Linked DNA regions of Mus musculus: regions 1, 3, 4, 5, 6 and 7 are each linked to region 2. Evidence: chromatin contacts called from public HiCAR-type and promoter capture Hi-C data. All regions are on one chromosome and are shown on one strand. Each heading gives the region's core, a stretch centred on a gene start, on an enhancer-like site or on the middle of the called end of the contact. The rest is flanking DNA. Distances are from core to core; before and after follow the strand shown. Region 1 overlaps Arid1b (AT rich interactive domain 1B (SWI-like)). Region 2 holds the start of Tfb1m (transcription factor B1, mitochondrial). Region 3 overlaps Arid1b (AT rich interactive domain 1B (SWI-like)). Region 4 overlaps Arid1b (AT rich interactive domain 1B (SWI-like)). Region 5 overlaps Arid1b (AT rich interactive domain 1B (SWI-like)). Region 6 overlaps Arid1b (AT rich interactive domain 1B (SWI-like)). Region 7 overlaps Arid1b (AT rich interactive domain 1B (SWI-like)).

Region 1 (2,700 bases), core at 120-2,619, 1.7 Mb before region 2:
TCATCCAAGGACAGTGAATGTTTGTGCCCAGAAAATACACTATTTGGCAATTATTTTTCTTCTAGATAATTACTCATTCCTAACACACACACACACACACACACACACACACACACACCCCTGTACACAAAACCTGAGCACCCTGCAGTAGTATCGCTGTTTGTGATGTGCTCCCAGACTTTAAGGAAGGGCTCTAGTGCTGGCAGGCAGTCTGCACAGGCACAGACATCAGGCTGTTTAGTGTTGGTATCTAGACAGGGAGCTGGCAGCAAAGTTCCTGCTTCACTAATTATATTCTTTTCCAAAAGTTCACCCTGTATGGGTGTCCAGGTAATTGCAATTAAGCCAGGAATCTGGTAATTAGGAACTCAAGTGCCCTGCCAGGAACACACTTCCTCTTGATGCGCTGCCCACAGAACTAACTCTCTTGGAAAGGACGGACTCTGGTGTGATCGGTTGTGCAGATGTTGATTAAGCACCATACCCAAGTGAGTGGCGGCAGCCTCTCTCCCTCAAGCCAAGGCTATCTCATTTGAACTAGAACATGTTCTGTGAGCCTGGAGCCATGAGGACAGAAACAGGATTGCTGGTCTTCAACAGCTCCCGGGCACAAGCCCTCTACCACTGCAGCCATGGGCACACCACCCCCGTACTGCTGTAGCCATCTGTCTCCAGCAGGGGCTTCCTGGCTGCTGCTCAAGCTTGCAGCAGCACTGGGAGGTTAAGGAATAAAGGGCCACTAGGAGTCTTGCTGCTCATCCTAAGCCCATCCCTGTTCAAAGTGACTGATGGAAATTAAACATCGCATCAGCTAGTCCCAGAAAAATGTCTGCAACGGACAAAACCATTCTTTAACCTGTTCCCATTAAGAAGTTAACTCCATCCTTAACAAACCTCATACTCTCTACAGCCCACAGAGATTTACAGATGAATTCACTAGGTGCACAAATGTGTTTCTACATCAGCCCTGTAGAAAAAAAAAAAGCAATGATCCAGCTTAGTTGATTCTTCATCCAAAGCTAAATATAGCTGCCAGGTTTCTCCTCTGCTCCTAAAAGGCTGATCTGCACACAGTTGCCACCACCTGCACAGTCGCCTGTGTCCTGTAGACAGCACACGGGACAGACAGATGAACAAACGTCTAGATTTTGGAGAGACTCATTTCATTACCAAGGCACCTCTGGTCAGCATCTTACTGAAACACCAAAGCCACATGCCCATAGAGTTTCTATCTTCATTCCTCCTGCTGGTGAGATTTTTGGCCTCAAAGGTCAAAGGTCAGAGCCCTTCAACACCTCCCTGCCTGGGCCACACTGTGCATTCTCCTAGCACGTTCAGAATCACAGGGACTCTGTAACAGCTGGCCTGGTGCCACTGTTCGAACTGCACTGCAATCAGAGCTGAAGCCACACCTTGCCCTAGTGTTCGCAGCAGTGAAGGCATGGCACCCCAGCAACAGGCTTTGTCCCTTGAGCATGGTGCTTGCTCTTTCTGAGCATCAACTAGGGTCACGTTAGAAGGCCCAGGCAGGAGAAAGCCGAACACGGCTGGCTGAGGGAGTGTCTGATGACCACGCTGTGCGGAGGCTGCCATCTGAACTGAGCAGATGCTTCACTGAGCAGGCGAGAGCACAGGCTGAGGATGGTGAGTTTGGGAAGCAGGGACTCGGGCTTCAGGGGAACTAGCAGCCAGCTGGCCAGACCACAGTCCTCATCTTATAACTGTAGACTCACAGAGAGGGTTAGAGCTATAAAATATACCATCAAAGCTCAAGAAGTTCTGGGGTGGGGGTGGGGGAATTAAAGAAAAACAGTATATGCCGACATTAGAAGTTCATTTAGATGTCAAAGCCCATCCATGCGAGTCCAGTACGAGTCGGCCGTTTGTGTCCGGGTCCTGTCTGCAGCCAACCCCCTAAGCTTTTCTTTTTTTTGTTTTTTTGTTTTTTTTTTGGTTTTTTTGTTTTTGTTTTTTTTTTTTTTTGAGACAGGGTTTCTCTGTGTAGCCCTGGCTGTCCTGGAACTCACTCTGTAGACCAGGCTGGCCTTGAACTCGGAAATTCCCCTGTCTCTGCCTCCCAAGAGCTGGGATTAAAGGCGTGCGCCACCATGCCCGGCTCTAAGCTTTTCTTTTGATTTGAGTCACGTGTAGTAACTACTACATTTACATTTTGATACATTTTTCCAAATATGAGTAATTAAAAAAAATATCATTAGACCAGTCTCAAGTCTTCCTAGTTACACCTTTGGCTCTGTGGAATTCTTTAGAAGGACTAAAATCAAGTACATAGAAACCCTACTTAAAATATACAGTTTTCCTGGAGGGTACTGTGGAAGGAACCAAACGTTAGCCGAAGTAAATTTGTCACATCTCAGCACAGAATTTTACGAGGAACAGTAACCCTGGGTTTTAAGAACACAAAAACATAGTTTAAATTATATATATATATATATATATATATATATATATATATAATATTACTATATGTGGGGGTCTATTCACAAAACTTATAGATTATATTACTAATCACATATGTTTTAAAAAGTAAATTTTATTAAGTTTCTCTTTTTACACCCCCAAAACGAGTAATCAAAACCAAAAATCAAAATAATGATTTAAGGGGGGGGGGAGGGGGAGGGGAAGAGCGAGAGAGCGAGAGTGAGAGAGAGAGAGAGAGCGAGAGAGAGAAGAAAAGAAAGG
Region 2 (2,849 bases), core at 62-2,561:
ACAGGAAGACAGAACCTATTTGTCTTCTCTTGGTACTTGGATTTTAACCCTCAAATAGCCTTTCTCCATTGGATTCCCTGCCTGATGAGTAAGCCTTCCGTTTCCACTCTGAAGTGTGGGAAAGTGGCTGAACCGCCCCAAGTCTCACTTTCACCACTACGTAATAATAAAATCTACCCGAATCTGTATGGTAACAATTAGTGAGCGAATAATTCCAAACCACTCAGTTGTGAGACCTGGCACACATTTCTTTTAGTTGAGCTTTTTAAAAGAGCAACCCCTTTATGGTTCACTCTGAGAGCAGTGGAGAGACCACAATGCTTGCAGCATGAATGAGCTTTTAGAAAAAGCTTCAAAGGCTAAAAGAGTGGTCCTGATGCTGACCTTGCTGGCATTGCTTAAAAACAGCAGCCACCGCGCATGCACTAGACTACAGCTGGAATCTGTGAACTTCCAGCTTTACGAAATTCGTGGCCTCGCAGGGCTTTCTTGATCCTGTTTTAATCGGAAGTTAGCAATATGTGTCCTGTTTCGCAAGACTACACCTGAGAGATTTAAAAGGGAATATGAAATAGTAACAAGTGGTATCAAAAACACTTCTCGAAGTTTAAAGTGCTTAGCTCAAGAGACAAAATTACAGCATATTTAAAGACCCAGAATGGCTTTCATTCACCATTCTAAAATTAGGCAGCCCTTGGAATTCTTTCAAACAACTCCGGCCAGAAAATGGACATTGTTCAATGACAAGAAAAGAGAAATTATCTAGAGACACAGTTTAGTTGGTTACGGTTAGCTTTTTGCTTTACTTGAGTCAGTTGGTCTCTTGCTATTGGTTAAAGCTGGGGTGCTGTTAACGGGCTGGCATTCAGCCATTTGCTCTAAAGTCTAAGTCTTAAACTCGGTTTTCAGCAGGCTTACCTTAAATAAGCCTATAGTTCTCTATGGAACTAAGTTCTGAAAGAAGTAATGGACGCGAAGAAATAAAAAGTATCTAGCCTACGGGGGTGGGGCGGTAACCAGTCTACAAACAGCAAGCAACCAATCACCATCTTTCCTGCTACAAATCAAAAGTCAAGCCTTTGGAATGTCAAAGGCCTGCGGAGCCTCCCAGAGGTTACAAAGACCACGCCTCCTAGCCTCCGCCCCCTCTCCTCTCCCAACCTGCACCGCTTTCGGCCTGACGCGTCCTGAGCTCCCAGTACATACAGACTTCCTGTCAGTTTCGTCATTTCCGGCAGGTTTCTCCATCCAACCAGGTGGCCTCAGAGGCGGGCAGTCTTCTCCAAGGTCCCACCCCCTGCGCGCCGTGCACCTTTCCAGCCGCTGCGCGTGGCTGTGTATGTGGGTCTCTCATGGCTGCCTCGGGGAAGCTCGGCACTTTCCGCCTTCCCCCGTTGCCCACCATTCGGGAGATCATTAAGTTGTTCGGACTGCGAGCGGTGAAACAGCTTTCCCAGAATTTCCTCCTGGACTTGAGGCTGACAGGTGGCTGAGTCGTCAGTTCGCCCGGGTCTCCGTGGTGGGCGCGGCCGGGTGATGGAGCGGGTTGGGGCGGGCGGCTGTCAGTCAAGCGCTGCTCCTCCGGTCCTCGCGGGCTAGGGCGACGACTGGTCGACCGCTTTGCGGGCGGGAGATGTTTCCCGCGCGCTTTATGATGCGCCAACCTGCCTCTCGTTAGCCCGGCTCAGTAAAGCGCGTCTGTAAGCTCAGCACTCGAGGAGCAGAGGCAGGAGGATTGCCGCCAGTTAGAAACAGATGGACTCTTTCAAAAACGAAACCAAGAGAGTAAATAGGATAAACGTTCACTTAAGTCTAGGGATCCCTCTAGGGACTGGAGATTCGCTCTGTAAAGTCATACTAACCAAACGGCGCCTACAGCTACCTTGTGCCAATGCTGGGACCACCGTCCCAACAACAGCCCTGAGTTTGCAGTTAATAAGTTGACATTCTCCGGCTTCTTTAAAAATTACTTTTATGCGATTAAACTTATATAGGGTGAAGGTCACCAGTTTGACACCCATGTTTTGATGAGTTTTCACAGGTGTTTGTTGGTTTACTTACCACCCATGTCATAGTAATGCTCTCCTCTTGAGAATAAGATCCATCTGTTGCAAATAAAGGTGCTAGCTGACTGTTGGAGTACTTAGCATGTTAACCCCCTCAAGTTAAAAGGGTAAGTGTGTCATACACACACTCCGTCCCCAAAATCAATTTTGATTGCATGGACCACAAAGCATAAGTTACTTTTATTTCTTGTTTTTGGAGCCTTTATTCGACCCGTAGAATTTGGGTAAAACAGTTAACTCCACTTAAGTTTTCTCATCTCTTATTTGATAGAAAGGCCTACAAGGACCTTAGGATGCCTACTTTTAGATTCTTTGGTTCTAGCATCCTCTCCCAGTCATGCTAAATATAAGCACATGCTAAATATAAGCACCATTCTCTGCTGAAATGCAGTCTCCTATGTCTAAGGCTGGCCTCAAGCTCACTACATGGCAGGTGTTATTGAGTGTCTGGCCCTCCTGCCTTCTCCCAAGAACCGAAATGAAAAGCATATGCCACCATGCTCAGTTACTGATTGCTGACTGTGTAACCCAGGGCTTCACACATGCTAGGCAAGCACTCTTATCAGTTAATTGAATTACATCACCAGCCATTCAATTTGTTATCTATGTTCTCATGTGTGTCCCTGGAGTAAGTTCCAGATTCTTAGGTTCTCTATTCAGTCTTTGTGAGGGTGGGGGGTGGGGTGGGGGGAGGGGGAACCAGAGTGAAAGCAAATAAAGGTGCTTGTCCTAGAGAACTCAGGTGGAGCAGGGTTGAACCAGACTTAGGGGGTTGACACCTCG
Region 3 (2,803 bases), core at 36-2,535, 1.5 Mb before region 2:
TATTCAAGCTAGGTGCCTAATGGTTGTTTCACAGGTTTTTACTTGACATAAGAAAAATACAGAGCAACTGGGCATATTGAAATAATTATGACTTCTATTCAAATAAAAAAGCAAGTCTCTAAGCTAGGTCACAGTGTGTATAGAAGCAACATCTTTTTTCCTTGAATTCTGTCTCTAGGTATTTATCTTAAAGAAAAAAAATGAACCAACTAAGCAAACATTTGCACAGCTGGGCGTTTAATTCTGCGTGTTGGAAATGCAGAAATCCAACTGTCCAACATCAGCAGACTCACTGCAGGGAGACGGAGTCAAAACCTGACAGAGCCACTAAGCACACTGGTTCCCACGACAGACGTCATAAGGAGCCCTGTCCATGCACCTGACCCGGGACTTAGGGAAACAAGCTTCCAAGAACTAAATCATGCTGTTTTAATACGAAAGTGTGGAGGTGCATACAGACAACGAATTACTTATCTACAATCTCTTATCAAACCCGTAGCCTGTAAAAACCTTTTTCATGGCCCTAGAAAAAAATGCAATTCATTTCTGATTATTTACAACTGCTGTCTGCTAAGAGTCAACAACAACAACAAAAACCCAAACACTGTAGCAATTTACCTTTAATAGCAGAAATCATTGCAATCTGTTTTTCATTAGATTTAGGTCCTTCCAGGTAAAATCTACACAATTGAAAAAAAACCCACAGGAAAACAAAACAAAACAAAAAAACTTAAGTTCCACTCAGCTGAGGCTAATTCTGCTAGCTTTTAAATTCACAGAATATTTCCCATGCAAGAGAAAAACAGCAAGACATTCAGCACGTCAGCTGATGCAGGGCTGAAGCAGCTGAGGGGGTGCTGAGGCCAACAAGCCCACCCTAAAGGAGGCTGCAGGAAGGCAAGGGCCTTCACCTGGGCAAGTGTTTCCTTCCAAGCGGTTTAATCCAACCCCAACTGAGAAGACTCAAGGACACAGGTGCTTTTTTTTCCTCTATGTTTTTATTTAAAAGAGGGAGGGAGAGAGAGCCCGCTCCTGTCCCAAACTCAGCTAAAGAGAAACTACTCCAGAGCTTCCTCCAACTAGTTCTTTATACTTGAAAATAAGCCATCAACAAACAAGCACTGTGTTCAGCATGCACGCTGCACACATGCACGCAAGTCAAGTTTGTTCCACCTTACTCCACCTCTCTTCAAGAACAGAACCACCACACAAGCACACACGCACAGAGGTGGGGGTGGGGCGCGGCGGCAAGTGAGCTGGGGCTAAGAAAGAGTTGGCAACGCACTCCAGGGCTCCAGGATCATTGCAGGGTCAAAGGACGGCCTTGCCTTTGATCCAGAAGGCGGAGGTGCGCTGGAGCTCAAAGGTGCCTCAGGCCCCTGTAGACCCCGTCCCCTCTTCTGCCCCCTCTTCCATCCCCTCTTCTGTGCCCTGGTTCCCAGCACGTTCACCTTACACCACAAACACTGCTGCTTATTCAGACTCAAAAACAAACACGTTTTTTAGAATGATTTAGCAAACCAGCACCCTTCTACCCCCCACCAAGAAATTTAGGCTTTTCATTGTAGTAACATAGATTTACATTTTGATTTGTGAAACAATGAAAAGTTCTTTTGTTACAGCAGCTTTTTTGTTTTTTTGGTTTTTCGAGACAGGGTTTCTAGAGACAGGGTTTCTCGGTATAGCCCTGGCTGTCCTGGAACTCACTCTGTAGACCAGGCTGGCCTCAAACTCAGAAATCTGCCTGCCTCTGCCTCCCAAGTGCTGGGCTTAAAGGCGTGTGCCACCGGCTACAACAGCCTTTTTTAATGGCAAATTTGTTAGTAAACTTTAGGCGCACTCAATAGAAGGTTTTCAGATAAAAACAGGAAAGAGCAGGTGTCATTCTATTGCTTGGTTTCTTTATGTTCTTCCTGGCCAACAGAATCTCTCAGAGCTTCCTCTAGGTCCAACTGCTTCCTCCTTAGCAGATCACAGACCAGTGCTCTTCAGAGCGAATGTTCTTTATGGCTGTGGGAACTAAACAATAGTGCCTCTGGTAACCTCGATTTCCAGGAGTCAGGGATGTGTCCAGAGCAGCCTTTATTTACTCTCATTAAGTAAATGATCAGTTCATGGATGACTCTGTTATCCATGAACTGATTTAGATTCTTACACTCATTTGTATTTCCAGTCTATGCTACCTCTTTAGGACAGTGATTCTACAACATTGTTATCCATTTTACAAAGTGGTGAACCTTCTAATTTTCATAAAATTAACTCTGTCAAGCTTCATGGAGTGTGCCCTAACTCTCATGCAACTTAAGATTAATAAATGTATGGTCAAACAAGAAAGGCCAATGCCTTTCCTTAGCTGAGCAGACTCCTGCTCTCTCCAGCCCTGTCTCCTGACTGACAAGTGCTTCCAGTGGGCCAGTCTGTACAGCTGCTAAATAGCATGAACGACTCCAAAGCAAAAGTGGGGTGACCTCCTTGTTACCTTTAAAGAGCCCTCCACCAACATTCTAGTCTCTCCGCTACCACCCCAGTGTGCAAGGTCCACCTTCTGCTGAAGGTCAGCCAATTTACCTCTACTGGGCATATACCCAGATGTTCCAACTGGTAATAAGAACACATGTTCCACTATGTTCATAGCAGCCTTATTTATAATAGCCAGAAGCTGGAAACAACCCAGATGTCCCTCAACAGAGGAATGGATACAGAAAATGTGGTACATTTACACAATGGAGTACTACTTAGCTACTAAAAACAATGAATTTATGAAATTCTTGGGCAAATGGATGTATCTGGAGGATATCATCCT
Region 4 (2,760 bases), core at 98-2,597, 1.6 Mb before region 2:
CTTTGTCAAATGGCAGCAGTGAGCAGCAGTAATCAAGGTTAGCAATGTCCATACTATAACAATCTTTCCTAATAGAATATTAATTGTATACACATCATAAACATACTTGTGTTAAAATACCATGCACGTGCATAGTAAATATGAGGCATAAGCCCAAACAAAATGTATTCTGCAAAACACTTGTTGCTCAGAGTCTCTTTAATAACCTTTGTAACAAACTTTAAGTGTCAAATTTCCAAAATTAAGCTACTGGGTCAGGAAATATCCGTCATGTTAATGATTATCAATAATTCACTCTTCATAGTACCAACTGCATTGACTTTAAAAACCATTCAGGCTACAGATCACAGTGGAAATAATTTATCAACTAGAGGCTCTGGCTGATTAGTCCTCTAAGTCTGGTATATGTATGTCGACTAACTTCTTGTATGTGTCATGCAGGTTACTTGAAAGGTCTAAGGTTACACTGCTATACCATAGAAGGTGAGCAACAGAGAGCAGACAGTGGCCTTAGGTCTTCTAGACAGATTAGTCTTATTCTCCAGAAATGTCTTTCCCCCCAAATCCTCTTAGCATTTACTAACGTAGTAGAGGCTAGAAAGTTGTCTCAGTGGATAACAAACCCTGCTGCTTGTAGGTTCAACTCCCAGGTCATATGTAATCCCAGTTTCAAGAGATCTGATGATGCCCTCTTCTGGCCTCCATGGGTACCAGGAACAGCCGCTGTGCACAGACATGCAAGCAGGCAAAACACCCAGTAGCATAAAATAACTTTTTTTTTTTTTAATTTAAGAAGGTACAGACAGGAGATGAGACGCTACAAAAGCTTAGGCTTTTTCTGGGATTTAAAAATGCTATGAATTAGTTTTCCCATCAAGGAACCTTGCACTTGGTTCCAACTGGTACTGCACAAATGTAGTTAGGGTCTTTGCCTTTGGCCCTACCCTCCGCTCCAGCCACTCTTGCCCTCCATCTCGCCTGTCTTGGTGCACAGCTTAGGCCTAAGGCCCGCCCCCTGGCGCCCCACCCACTGCCTGCCCCACTGGCCCCACCCCATCACTCCACCCCACCCTACTTTCCAGCGGCCTTCTGGTCTCCCCATGGCCCAGCCTACGGGAGGGGGAAGGGGGGGTGTTGTTTGATCCTCCCAGACTCTGGGTTTTGGGAGTCTACAACTTTGTCTCTTTCTGCAAAGCAAGTTTCAACCGGCCCCGCTACAGTGGGGGAGGGCCCTTTCCTCAGGGGCGGACGGCTCCAGCAGGGATACAGGGCAGCCGCTCGGCCCTCGCCTCGGCACTCCTCTCCAGGGACAGGCAGAGGGCGCGGGAGGGTTTCGGAGAAACTGGGAGCACCGCCGGGAGCGCGGCTGCGTCAGCAGAAACTTTGGGAGTGAGCCCTCTGGGGTGGGGCCTGCACAGCCCCGACCGTGGCTCGATGGCCAGGCCTCCCACCGCGGTGCCTGCCGGGAGCTCCCCACCCGCGGCTGCGCAGTCGCTGCTTCCCCTCTTCCTCCCTGGAGGAGTGCCTAGTCACTCACTGGCCCGCGAGCTGTGGGACACACTGCGCTAGGAAAACAAAGAAACCCCACGCACACGTTTCCAGGATAGGGAACGTGAAAACAGACAGTGAGACTTAGGGTGCCCCGCAGGTTAGGCTTCTCAGGGCTGCCATTAGGCAGCCAGGCAAGCTGCAGGCCCAGGTATCCAACCCAAGGCCCTGCTGAGCGCTCCCTTATGCTTACCGGGTTGAATGGTCAAATTCTCTAAACAATCCCATTATGGTTATATATGTGTGTCACGTATAGCCACAAATCCCAAGTCATTACTTTTTGGAAGAAAATTAAGTAATCTGAGAGCTTAGCAAAAACAAAAGCACCAATTCACCATTACTATTTTTTGTCACAACCAAGTGCTATATATGAAACTTTTGGATAATGTTACAGATATTTAAAGAAATGAACACATGATTTTAAATGCTGTTACTGTTGTCATGTTGACGCAGCTCACCTAGGCTCTGCAATGTGGTACTTCTCATTCAGCCATATCTAGTCTGTATAGTACCAGCAGGGTCAAAGGCAAGCAGGCATGCTGACATACTATGAATTAAATCATTTGTACACTTGAAATGTTAGGATTTGTGTTACTAGAAAAGGTGATACTTAGTAAATTTACCTAAAATGGGCAATCATACAAATTGCTTTGGGCAAATTCTTCATCAGTGAATGTTCAAATTTTTCACCCCATTTGTTCTCCTACAGATGATTTTCACAGGAATATGCTTCAGTATTTTTCAACTTTATTTCAAATTTTTAAAATTTTGAGATTTTTTGATTAAAAGTTCACTTTTTTTTTCTGACATTATTTGCCCTCCTTCCAGCCCTCTAGCCTTTTCTTCCTTTTCAGTCCTCCAAATGGTACCAAGTTGTACTACCTGCACAGGCTATGAGGTTAAGGAATTTTCAGATGTTTCTGGGTTCAGTAAATTACTACCTTCCTTCATTTGTGGTTAGGACAGTAGTGAAATGAACGCAGGCTCCGTCGGGGTGCAAGGAACACATGGTCAGGTATTTTACAGTGCTACACATTGTGGTGCAGCCAAGAAGGCAGTCAACAGATAGGCAAACTCGGGTCTGCAGTCAGGCTGCAGAGGGAAACCAAACACAGAATCGTGGGTAGTGATGAATAGGCCTTTGGAGCTGGGCAAGGAAAGCACTCAGCATGCAGTGGGGATAGAACCTAGCAGAGCCCAGGCAAGAGGCAG
Region 5 (2,954 bases), core at 10-2,509, 1.6 Mb before region 2:
GCATAAACCAAAAGAGAGGGGGAAGCTACCCATTTAACGGAATAATGCTTTTATCCTTGCAGTTAAAACGAAATAAACCATGACTATTAATCTAGTAAGACCATGTAAAAATGTAATTTTTAAACATTTACTAAAAGGGTAGACTTCAGTAACAGCTCTAAAAAGCAAGGCCTTGTGTACAGCAGCGTTTAAATGCTAAGCACCAATCTCCTGTCTGCCTAGGCCATTACCCACCCTGTCACCATGGCAACGCTAACAGTATGCCTGACTTCAAAGACAAAGATGTAATTTCAGACTTCCAGCAGCCAGAGGGAGTGGTAAGAATATTCTACCCAGGCAGTGTCAGCTGATGATAAATTATAAAAATACCCAGGAACGTTATGAAGCGGACTGTACCACGGTCTCATATTCCTGGGGGAAGACTTGCCTTAGTCAAGCAACACCAGGGGATGCTGGGAGTAAAACCAAAAGTAAACAGGAAGGAACCTCAATAGCATGACACAGACTTCTTGCTTCTTCCTTGCTCCCAGGAGAAAATGCAAATAGTTTCTTCCACCATGGTTTTCTCAGACAGAGTAGGAGTGACTAAGGGTCTGCATGTTTGTTCAGAGGACTTGCAAAACCACCCCCATGACTGCTAAACTGAATGCTTATGACTGTTTCACAGGAGCTGGGCCCACGTCCTCCTGCACTGAGCTTGGAAGGACACCTGCCTGCCGCCCCCCCCCCCCCGCCCCGCCCCGGCTTTTCTTACAACCACCAATCACAGATGTGTAAGTTGTGAGCTTCTTAAAAACACTGCAAATGAGTAAGGCTGCCCAGCAGTAACACAGCTGATCAAGATCTCAGAGTTGAAAACTCACCAAGTTCTGGACAAGTGTGGTTGTGGAAATTCAGGAGACTCTTGCTGGAGTTAATGTCATCCTGAAAAGTTTTATATATATGATTTTCTTCTACTTGAAGTTAGGAACAAGATAATGAAGGTAGGCCACAAACAAAGACAGATCAATTATTATATTACTGTCTGCAGGAATAAACACAATGTAGCGTGAACTCACTTTCTGCTGACTAGTTATAAGCCTAAGAGTTAGTTTCTTATAGAAGCAGGAACGGCAGAGTCACCCCTTTCATGGACCTGAGAGGCAGCCCAAGCTTCCTACCCAGGAGAAGGAGAGACAGTTTCACATCAGGGCTGCTGTCCTTTGTCCCTGCTGGCTCCTTGGCAGGCACCCAGACCCTCTCTTTACAGGGTCAAGAGCTGTGACTAAAGTCTACCTGGAGGCCCAAGCTGCTTCCCCTGACCTCTCCTGGGGTGGAGACAGAGGAGTCAGGCCAGCAAGTCCCTCCTCAGGAAGTGCTGGACAGACAGACAGACAGACAGGCCTCCTGTTCTCAGAAGCTCACACCTGACAGTGAGCCCGAGTCTAGAGGTTCATGAGAGACTGAATTCACATCTCACCAGTGGGTGACATGCACCAGACGGTGGCCGCAAGTCACCAGAACAGGGCCAGCACCCAAAGTCCCAGCCATCACATTCCCCCCCAATTTCATAACTAATGGAAAAGCCAATTTCTCCCATGAAAACACAAACCCGAAGTTTCAAATGACAAAGGAAAACGTCACCTGCACACCTATCTCAAAAGAAAAAGATTATAAAACTACTTGCAATTTAGCTATGTTATTAAGTTTTATATTGAGTTTTTATTCTGCTACATGCTTATGATTAAGGGAACTATTTTAAAAGTTTCCATGAAATATAAAAATGGGCTCAATAAACCACTCCTTTGAACACAATTGCTAGATTTATAATTTTGACAGTTAAACAAGTCAATCGAGTTCTAGAAAACCCTTCAACTGTCCATCACGTGGGCGGGACTTCAACTGTCCATCACGTGGGCGGGACTTCAACTGTCCATCACGTGGGCGGGACTTAAGGCCTCACTCAGGACCCTGTCCACTCACGTGGGCCGGAAGGTCTCATTCAAGACCCCTATAAGCTTCCAAATAATATGGGATCACGGCTCTTACTGCACAGAACAGGCCTCTATTTCCATATCAGTTTCATTATTTTCTCAGGATCATTTTATGTTTCTTTATAGAACATTTCCTTCTACAAAATCATAGAAGGTGAAGTTCCCTAAGATATAACGAATTTTGCCTTTATATTAAAAATTATATAACCTTGAATTTCTCTCTTTACCATGGTAGCTGGGACGCAGCCTTAAACTGGACCTCCATTTGCGGTCACATCATTATCCGGGCTCGTTTGTTTTTCCATCCTACCCCACCCCCAACAAATTGTAATGTCTTAGAACAGCTTTTCTTTACATAGGAATGTGTGACTTTAGGTCAACTCAAGTCCTTCCAGAAGCACAGCCTGAATACAAACCTCACAGGAGACCCGGTCCTTTGTCACAGCAAGCTTCTTGCCATTAAAGGTGCCCACTGATCCATACAAAATAAACACATTTCTTTCTAATTCTCAAGCAAAAAGCAGTAACGGACAGCTGCAAGAAAATTCACCCAAGCCGCTTTCATACACTTCCATAGAGAAAAAGACTTTGAGCATTAGGTTAGAGCGTCGGATCGCACTTTGTATTAAATACAGCATCTGGAGGGTGAAATGTCTTTATGGTACCTTTCACATCCGACTGTTGTATGTACCTTAGGTCTTTAGCTGAACAGAAAAGCAGAGCTGAGCTGCCCAGGACACCAAGGACACCAGAGGCTGCCACTAAAAATGAGAACAGGGGTTTGTCCACTTCAAAGACAGTCATGTTCATTTCCTCTGTAATCTTCCCCAGATCTTCATGGGGTCTCTGTGTTAAACACTGATAACTGAAACTGAGGGAACAGCAGAGAACCCGGAGGAGGAACCGTAAGGTGTGAGTGCCATGGATACCCCAAAGTGATGGCTTTACCTATCATCATCCAAACAGCTGGGATGAAGAGTC
Region 6 (2,700 bases), core at 182-2,681, 1.5 Mb before region 2:
CAACGTTGTGGATACTCATATACACAAATATACACTTGTAAGCACTTATGCTCGTATATATTCGTATATCCCTTTGCTTAGGAGATGTTACCAATGTTCAGAAGCATAAAAATAAGCCCTGGCTTATTTTTAACCACAGAAAAACAAGGCCAATACATAAATACTGTTTCCTTTCTAGAACACCTCTCCCCATGCTCCTCAGGGAGCAGCTATCTCAGCCTCCTACGCCCTGTGCTTGCGATGAAAGGGCCTGGAGGGCCGGGCGATCTATAAACTTCTGTTTGCTGTATGTTAAGAAATCCTACCCTCGGAACCTAGACAGAAGCTTCAAAATGAAAAACGGAGAATACAAAAAATATGAAGTATCCTCAATTCTCAAATTAACATTTGCTATGTTTAAAAATATTTTTAAGTCAGGGCTAATGAGATGGCTCAGCAGTTAAGAGCACTGGCTACTCTTACAGAGGACTAGGTCTCAATTCCCAGTACCCACATGATGGCTCACAACCATCCGTAACTCCAGTTCCAGAGGCCCCAGTACCCTCTTCTGCCTGCAACAGATACCAGGCACACATACGGTACACAGACATGTATGCAGGCAAAACACCAATACACACAAATAGAAGCAATTTTTTTAAGTGTTTAAAAAACTATGTCTTGAATTGGACATGTTCAGGGATGTTGCAACACCTAGAAAAAAGTTCAAAGCCACTTGGGCCATGGGAATCAATCGCAGGCCCATTTGGGCTACTCAGTAAGAGCCAACTGTAAGGAAACTTAAATGCTTCATTCTTGTCAAGTTCAAGCATTGTTATTCAAAGGACTAAGTAAATCCTAACAAGCAGAGTGCCTTCCAAGCAGAGCATCCACACCCAGTAACAGAGGAGCAGTTGGGCACAAACTGCCACCCTTTACACATAACCAAGCTTTCACAGACACTAAGAAAATGTATTCTTGCTTCATCTCCTGATGGCGTGAAGTTCAATGTTAGCAAAGGGAAAGTCCATTCCTTCCAATCCGTATCTTGAGATACTTCCCATCGGCACTCGCTCGCATCGGCACTCGCTCGCTAGGCAACAAGGTAACCTAGTGCTCCAGGAAAGGCTGTGATTTCTCCACCACCTGAGCTTCTGCATTGGGTGCTGTGAAAGCCCAGGACGGGAGAGAACAAAGCAGGGCTCACAGGACCAGCATATCACTAGCCAGCTAAACTCACGCGCCACACGGACACGGGCTCCAGCCTTCTGACGATTTGTCTCCTGTCTCATGTGACATGAAAAGGTAAAGCATTTCAGTCAACTGTGAGAACTCAATAACTTTTTTTTTCCAAATGCACAAACTATTGCAAGCACTCAGCCAGGGGTTAAAGTTCAAACGGTGGCACAGATAGAAATGAGGTGCTGTCCTTGCGGTACGCAGGAAGAGAGCAGAAGCAAGCTAGCCTCGCACGCACGGATTTCCAGAGGCCAGGAAGTGAAATCAACAGGAGTCCCTTCCAGAGCTGGTTTCCAAACGGCAGAGAGGAAAAGTAGAGGCCAGTGAGGAGGAGGAGGCGCACTGCGCAAGCGCAGAGCTCCAGCTCAGCATGGGAAGACCAGCTGGTCAGGCTGGGCAGTTGGACGAGAAAAGGAAGTTCTTGCTGGACACGGCAGTGTCTGCCTTTACACCCAGCACTCGGGAGGCAAAGGCAGGAAGGTCTCTGTGGGCTTGAAGCCAGCCTGGTCTATGTTGCAGGTTCAAAGACAGCTTGGACTACGAAAAAGAGAGAGAAGGAAGGAGGGAACGAGGGAGACAAAAAATGTCTGGTGGTGGTAGCACACACCTTTAATCCCAGTGCACATAGGCAGAGGCAGGTGGAACTCTAAATGAGTTCTTCAAGGCCAGCCTGGTCTAGTTCCAGGATATCCAGGGTTACATAGTGAGACCCTGTTGAAAGACAGAGACAGAGAGATGGAGAGAGACGGAGACACAGAGAGACCGAAGGAGAGAGGGAGGGGGTGAGCCCAGTGCAAGCATCCATTCCTGCCATCCTTCCCACGGACCACTGCAGAGGCTTCTAATAGAATTCTCTTGCAATAACACTATCTTTACTCAACTCTTAAAATGTGAGATAAATACATGTATAATGCTGAAATTATCAAAAACAGCTTCAAGCCAGGCAGGGTGCACATGCCTGTAACTCCAGCACTTGGGAGGCAGAGGCAGGGGGATCACAAAAAGTTCAAAGCCAGCATGATTTATACACAGAGTTCTGCCAAAGCTACTCACAGAGATCCTATCTCAAAAAAGAAAAAAGGAAAAAAAAATGGGAGGGGCTTCAGAAGTCATTCAACATCCTAACCTGATTATCCATGAAAGGAACTGACCTCTGCACTCAGAATCAGAACACGGCACTAAATGTCTAAAGTTCCATATATACTGCAAGATGTAATTAAACACTCCATAGTACTGCATCCAGGACTTTCTACAATGACCAGAGAATTCTAGATCTGCGCTACATTTGGGCTACACACATGTCCACTGCAACTAGAGAAGTGAGCCTTTGGTCTAAATAGCCTCACAGAGCTAGTGACTCTATCAGAGTTCTAGAATGTACTTCCATGCTGATTTTTTAAGAGAAAAGGATTCTTCAGTCACATTACCTGTGTATTAATCCTTCCATCTTCCACATCTGTCACACACACACACACACACACACAC
Region 7 (2,850 bases), core at 116-2,615, 1.5 Mb before region 2:
GTGGACTCCAGGGAGGAAGCACACAGAGCAGACAACACACTCCTGCTTGTCAGAACCTAGGCTGGGATGGAGGTACTGGGCAAAGGACACTGGAAAAATGCATGCAGGGGACCCACTGTGCCACAAGGTGACTGTGGTTAACAATAGACTGTGAAGGAAAACTGCTAAAAGTGGATTAGAAGTATTCCAACCACAAAAATCATGTGAGCAGTGCACACCATAATTAGCTGGGTTCAGTCACCCCTAATGTCTGCATACTTTCAGAGCATCCTGCTATACGGGATGATACTTACAATTTTACCTGCCAATTTAAACAGAAGAGGCACAAAAACCACACGGAGAGAGCTGTTTCAGCAAGTAGTGAAATAAATGTCTTATCTAGTGAGGTAAATTCAAGTGGTAATGGGCCATAGAGGAAAGACAAGATAGCGGGTGAGAAGAGTGCCAGCGTGTTCTGACGCCCACAGAAGCAACAGAAAGAGAAAGCAGTGCTTGAGGAAGAGAAGGGAAAGGCAGGTATATGTGTGCCATGGGGGAGGGTGGGGTCTCCTGTGAGGCACTATGGAGGGCAGCAGCAACCTTTGTGTCTATGGGCTGCAGCATCTCACCCCTCCATGAACTAGATAGCAGCATGGCCTAGGAGATGAAGGTTTAGGATGTGAACACTGAAGGGTAAGTGAGGTAACCTGAGGAGGTGCAGAGTCTCGGCAGGGATTATCTTTAGTGATCAGAAGTGAAAAGACCACCAGGCCTCCTCCTGGTCCTGCTCTGAGAGGATAGGAGCAGGGAGGCTCCTGGTTTAGGAGTGGGTTTCTAAGGGAGTAGAGCATCTGAGAGGATTTCCAGAGATTATGAAGATGTACTGAGTCCAGCTAGTTAAGGAGGAAGGAAATGCAGAGGGCTGGCCAGAGGTACTCCCAAGCCCTCCATTACAGGACAGACAGGCATGCCAAGCCCCTAATCTGCTACGCCACTGCCCTGCCACAGTGTTGTGAAGTATTACATGTTAATTCGGAATGCATGATCAGACAGAAGGCACTTGCAACAGTTCTACAGTGTTTGGAGCAACTTCTCTTTGCAGTTAGACAATCTGTTTGCATACACCACCACCATGGTCCCTCTCCCCAAGTCCCTCCCTGGTGAACACTTCAAAGAGTAAGTTCCCCAGAACAGTTCCCTGCGGTGGCTGGCTTCCCTGAGGACTGCTTGTGCTGCCAGCTCACATAGAGGCAGGCTGCCTGGGCCTTGAGCTAGCCCTGACACCCGAGCTCACTCTGTGGCCCCCTTGCTGGTAACAGAGTTTTCAGTCTCCCACAGCTTTAACTGGGGAAATAATAAGTGTGTGCCAATGCCTGCTATCCTTAGCTACACACAGGGACTGGCCTGATTGTTAATGTTTTACAGTGTAAGGCAAACTGTCTATGAACTTGATTTCCCCAAAGCTAAGAAAATGGCAAGATGCCAGGTGAGCAACTGCTTGTCACAAAGGTAAAGATGTGCGATGAGGGCTGGCGAAAGGTCCCCAGGAAAAATGGCTGCCACCACGGCTGCCAGTCTCCAAAGGCTGTCCTCTGCAGTGGCAGTGTGCTAACCCTGATCCACATCACACATCACATGCACAGACAGATGGTGAAGAAGAGCTACTACCACAGAAGGGCACTGAGGCCTGTGGTGCTGTGCAGGAAAAGCTGGAGTAGCCACGGATCCACATCACAGCCCACGCTACCTCAAAAAGTCCCAGCATTCACGCGTAACCTAAAAACACAGCCAAGCCCAAAGGCCTAGACTTGCTACTTGGAGGCTGAAGCAGCAAGACTGAAAGTTCAAGGCTTACCTAAGCCCCAAAGTGAGGTCAAGGCCACACTGGGCAACTGAAAAACAAAGAGTAAAAAGCAGATGAGGAAAACGGCCAATTAGTACAAAGCTTGCCTTGCATGTGTGGGGCCCTGACTCAATCCTGCCTGAACCCCCCCCCACCCCCTCCCAACACACAAGCTACAAATACCAACACAAAAGCTAACTGTTTAAGTCTAGAGACCAACTCTATTTGCAGAGAGGAACAAAGTGTTCTGTGGATGTTTCAGGATGCCCTAAATTCCCAGGAAGACTACTCAGTGTACTAACTAATGCCTGTGTGCTGTGCTGTGGAGAACTGTACCCCACGTGTCTCACCATCAGAGCACAGAATACCATATTGATGGTCTTGCTGGAAACATAAGACATGCTAACAACACAAGGCTCCTGCCAGCTCTCTACTTGTGCTGTGAAGGCCAGCGAGACCACTCATGAACATCAAACCCTGCAGGAGGCTTCGAATGGCTGCATCTGAGCCCTTGCCTACTGCACAGCGGCATTAACTACAGCTTCGCTTTCATTTCTACTGCAGACTTGGCACATTGTTCTGGCTTATTTGAAATTCTGGAAGTAGCTTCTTTATCTACGAACATTCTTTAGAATGAAAAGGGGGGTTAGAAAAGCTTCATTTTATACAATGAGCAACTTAAACCAGGCAGAGTGGAACGTCTGGCACTCAGGTGGGTGAGGCAGGAGGAGCCTCAGTTTGAGGTCAACCTGGACTAAATCAGGAAAGTTTTTAATTTAAAAATAAAGAGAAATGTGATCCTTCTAAATTACTTGTGTTTATAAAGTTTTCAGCAATATAATAACAAACAAGCAGAGCGATTGGCTACTCTGTTGTCTGAAGCACCTGAGCTGCAGAGAGGAGACCTCTGCCATCCTTGGCCTCAATGCAAGTAGCAGCACTCAAGAGCACAGGGTGCCGGCCCACAGGACAAGCTCACTCCTATTCCAGAGTTCGCATCTGCCTGGCTACTGTGCAAGGGCCAGGGC

Evidence for each region. Promoter capture Hi-C pulls out the DNA fragments that hold promoters and counts their contacts. HiCAR-type assays count read pairs that join an accessible place to other places.
Region 1: a contact with region 2 is called in a promoter capture Hi-C map of liver, with 4 times the contacts expected there. The contact joins the enhancer-like site here to the promoter of Tfb1m in region 2. A contact is called at or near these places in 8 of 39 promoter capture datasets (the 3T3-L1 cell line, the C10 cell line, embryonic stem cells and 4 more), 5 of 484 Hi-C or Micro-C datasets (the C10 cell line, cerebral cortex, cortical neurons and 2 more) and 2 of 115 datasets of contacts at active chromatin or transcription factors (embryonic forebrain and large pre-B cells).
Region 3: a promoter capture Hi-C map of pre-B cells shows a contact between it and region 2, with 5 times the contacts expected there. The contact joins the enhancer-like site here to the promoter of Tfb1m in region 2. A contact is called at or near these places in 6 of 39 promoter capture datasets (the C10 cell line, embryonic stem cells, hippocampal neurons and 3 more) and 2 of 115 datasets of contacts at active chromatin or transcription factors (astrocytes and cardiomyocytes).
Region 4: a promoter capture Hi-C map of pre-B cells shows a contact between it and region 2, with 7 times the contacts expected there. The contact joins the enhancer-like site here to the promoter of Tfb1m in region 2. A contact is called at or near these places in 10 of 39 promoter capture datasets (the 3T3-L1 cell line, 3T3-L1-derived adipocytes, the C10 cell line and 5 more), 9 of 484 Hi-C or Micro-C datasets (the C10 cell line, adipose-derived mesenchymal stem cells, cardiomyocytes and 5 more), 4 of 115 datasets of contacts at active chromatin or transcription factors (astrocytes, cardiomyocytes, pro-B cells and 1 more) and 2 of 9 other capture datasets (adipose tissue and liver).
Region 5: a promoter capture Hi-C map of pre-B cells shows a contact between it and region 2, with 5 times the contacts expected there. The contact joins the enhancer-like site here to the promoter of Tfb1m in region 2. A contact is called at or near these places in 9 of 39 promoter capture datasets (the 3T3-L1 cell line, 3T3-L1-derived adipocytes, the C10 cell line and 5 more), 1 of 484 Hi-C or Micro-C datasets (cortical neurons) and 4 of 115 datasets of contacts at active chromatin or transcription factors (embryonic forebrain, fibro-adipogenic progenitors, kidney and 1 more).
Region 6: a contact with region 2 is called in a promoter capture Hi-C map of liver, with 3 times the contacts expected there. The contact joins the enhancer-like site here to the promoter of Tfb1m in region 2. A contact is called at or near these places in 2 of 39 promoter capture datasets (the 3T3-L1 cell line and liver), 3 of 484 Hi-C or Micro-C datasets (CD4 T cells, cortical neurons and cranial neural crest) and 1 of 115 datasets of contacts at active chromatin or transcription factors (embryonic stem cells).
Region 7: a contact with region 2 is called in a HiCAR-type map of astrocytes, with 4 times the contacts expected there. The contact joins the enhancer-like site here to the promoter of Tfb1m in region 2. A contact is called at or near these places in 6 of 39 promoter capture datasets (the 3T3-L1 cell line, the C10 cell line, embryonic stem cells and 3 more) and 2 of 115 datasets of contacts at active chromatin or transcription factors (astrocytes and large pre-B cells).

The regions. Positions count from the first base shown.
Region 1 is chr17:5,216,015-5,218,714 of GRCm38.p6, reverse strand. All of the region lies in intron 4 of Arid1b (AT rich interactive domain 1B (SWI-like)), which reads right to left. Gm34854 (a long non-coding RNA gene) reads left to right here. Exons shown (of 3, transcript XR_876354.3): 1 at 1-2,700. Among named protein-coding and RNA genes, the nearest start is that of Gm34854, 6.9 kb to the left of the region's middle. Within about 2 kb of position 1,369, at least 48 of the 459 cell types and tissues checked have an H3K27ac peak or open chromatin away from gene starts, as enhancers often do. A contact at or near this core is called in cerebral cortex and liver, where this site is marked.
Region 2 is chr17:3,556,217-3,559,065 of GRCm38.p6, reverse strand. Tfb1m (transcription factor B1, mitochondrial) reads left to right here and starts at 1,311. Exons shown (of 7, transcript NM_146074.3): 1 at 1,311-1,485. The coding sequence starts at 1,353. 1700102H20Rik (RIKEN cDNA 1700102H20 gene) reads right to left here and starts at 1,242. Exons shown (of 2, transcript NR_045303.1): 1 at 1,162-1,242.
Region 3 is chr17:5,088,158-5,090,960 of GRCm38.p6, reverse strand. All of the region lies in intron 2 of Arid1b (AT rich interactive domain 1B (SWI-like)), which reads right to left. Among named protein-coding and RNA genes, the nearest start is that of Arid1b, 94 kb to the right of the region's middle. Within about 2 kb of position 1,285, at least 66 of the 459 cell types and tissues checked have an H3K27ac peak or open chromatin away from gene starts, as enhancers often do. A contact at or near this core is called in embryonic stem cells, liver, pre-B cells and 1 more, where this site is marked.
Region 4 is chr17:5,188,543-5,191,302 of GRCm38.p6, reverse strand. The region is part of intron 4 of Arid1b (AT rich interactive domain 1B (SWI-like)); the gene reads right to left. Among named protein-coding and RNA genes, the nearest start is that of Gm34854, 34 kb to the left of the region's middle. Within about 2 kb of position 1,347, at least 412 of the 459 cell types and tissues checked have an H3K27ac peak or open chromatin away from gene starts, as enhancers often do. A contact at or near this core is called in 3T3-L1-derived adipocytes, adipose tissue, astrocytes and 11 more, where this site is marked.
Region 5 is chr17:5,136,421-5,139,374 of GRCm38.p6, reverse strand. The region is part of intron 4 of Arid1b (AT rich interactive domain 1B (SWI-like)); the gene reads right to left. Among named protein-coding and RNA genes, the nearest start is that of Gm34854, 86 kb to the left of the region's middle. Within about 2 kb of position 1,259, at least 239 of the 459 cell types and tissues checked have an H3K27ac peak or open chromatin away from gene starts, as enhancers often do. A contact at or near this core is called in cortical neurons, embryonic stem cells, kidney and 3 more, where this site is marked.
Region 6 is chr17:5,013,247-5,015,946 of GRCm38.p6, reverse strand. All of the region lies in intron 1 of Arid1b (AT rich interactive domain 1B (SWI-like)), which reads right to left. Among named protein-coding and RNA genes, the nearest start is that of Arid1b, 20 kb to the right of the region's middle. Within about 2 kb of position 1,431, at least 13 of the 459 cell types and tissues checked have an H3K27ac peak or open chromatin away from gene starts, as enhancers often do. A contact at or near this core is called in liver, where this site is marked.
Region 7 is chr17:5,105,341-5,108,190 of GRCm38.p6, reverse strand. The region is part of intron 3 of Arid1b (AT rich interactive domain 1B (SWI-like)); the gene reads right to left. Among named protein-coding and RNA genes, the nearest start is that of Arid1b, 110 kb to the right of the region's middle. Within about 2 kb of position 1,365, at least 47 of the 459 cell types and tissues checked have an H3K27ac peak or open chromatin away from gene starts, as enhancers often do. A contact at or near this core is called in astrocytes and liver, where this site is marked.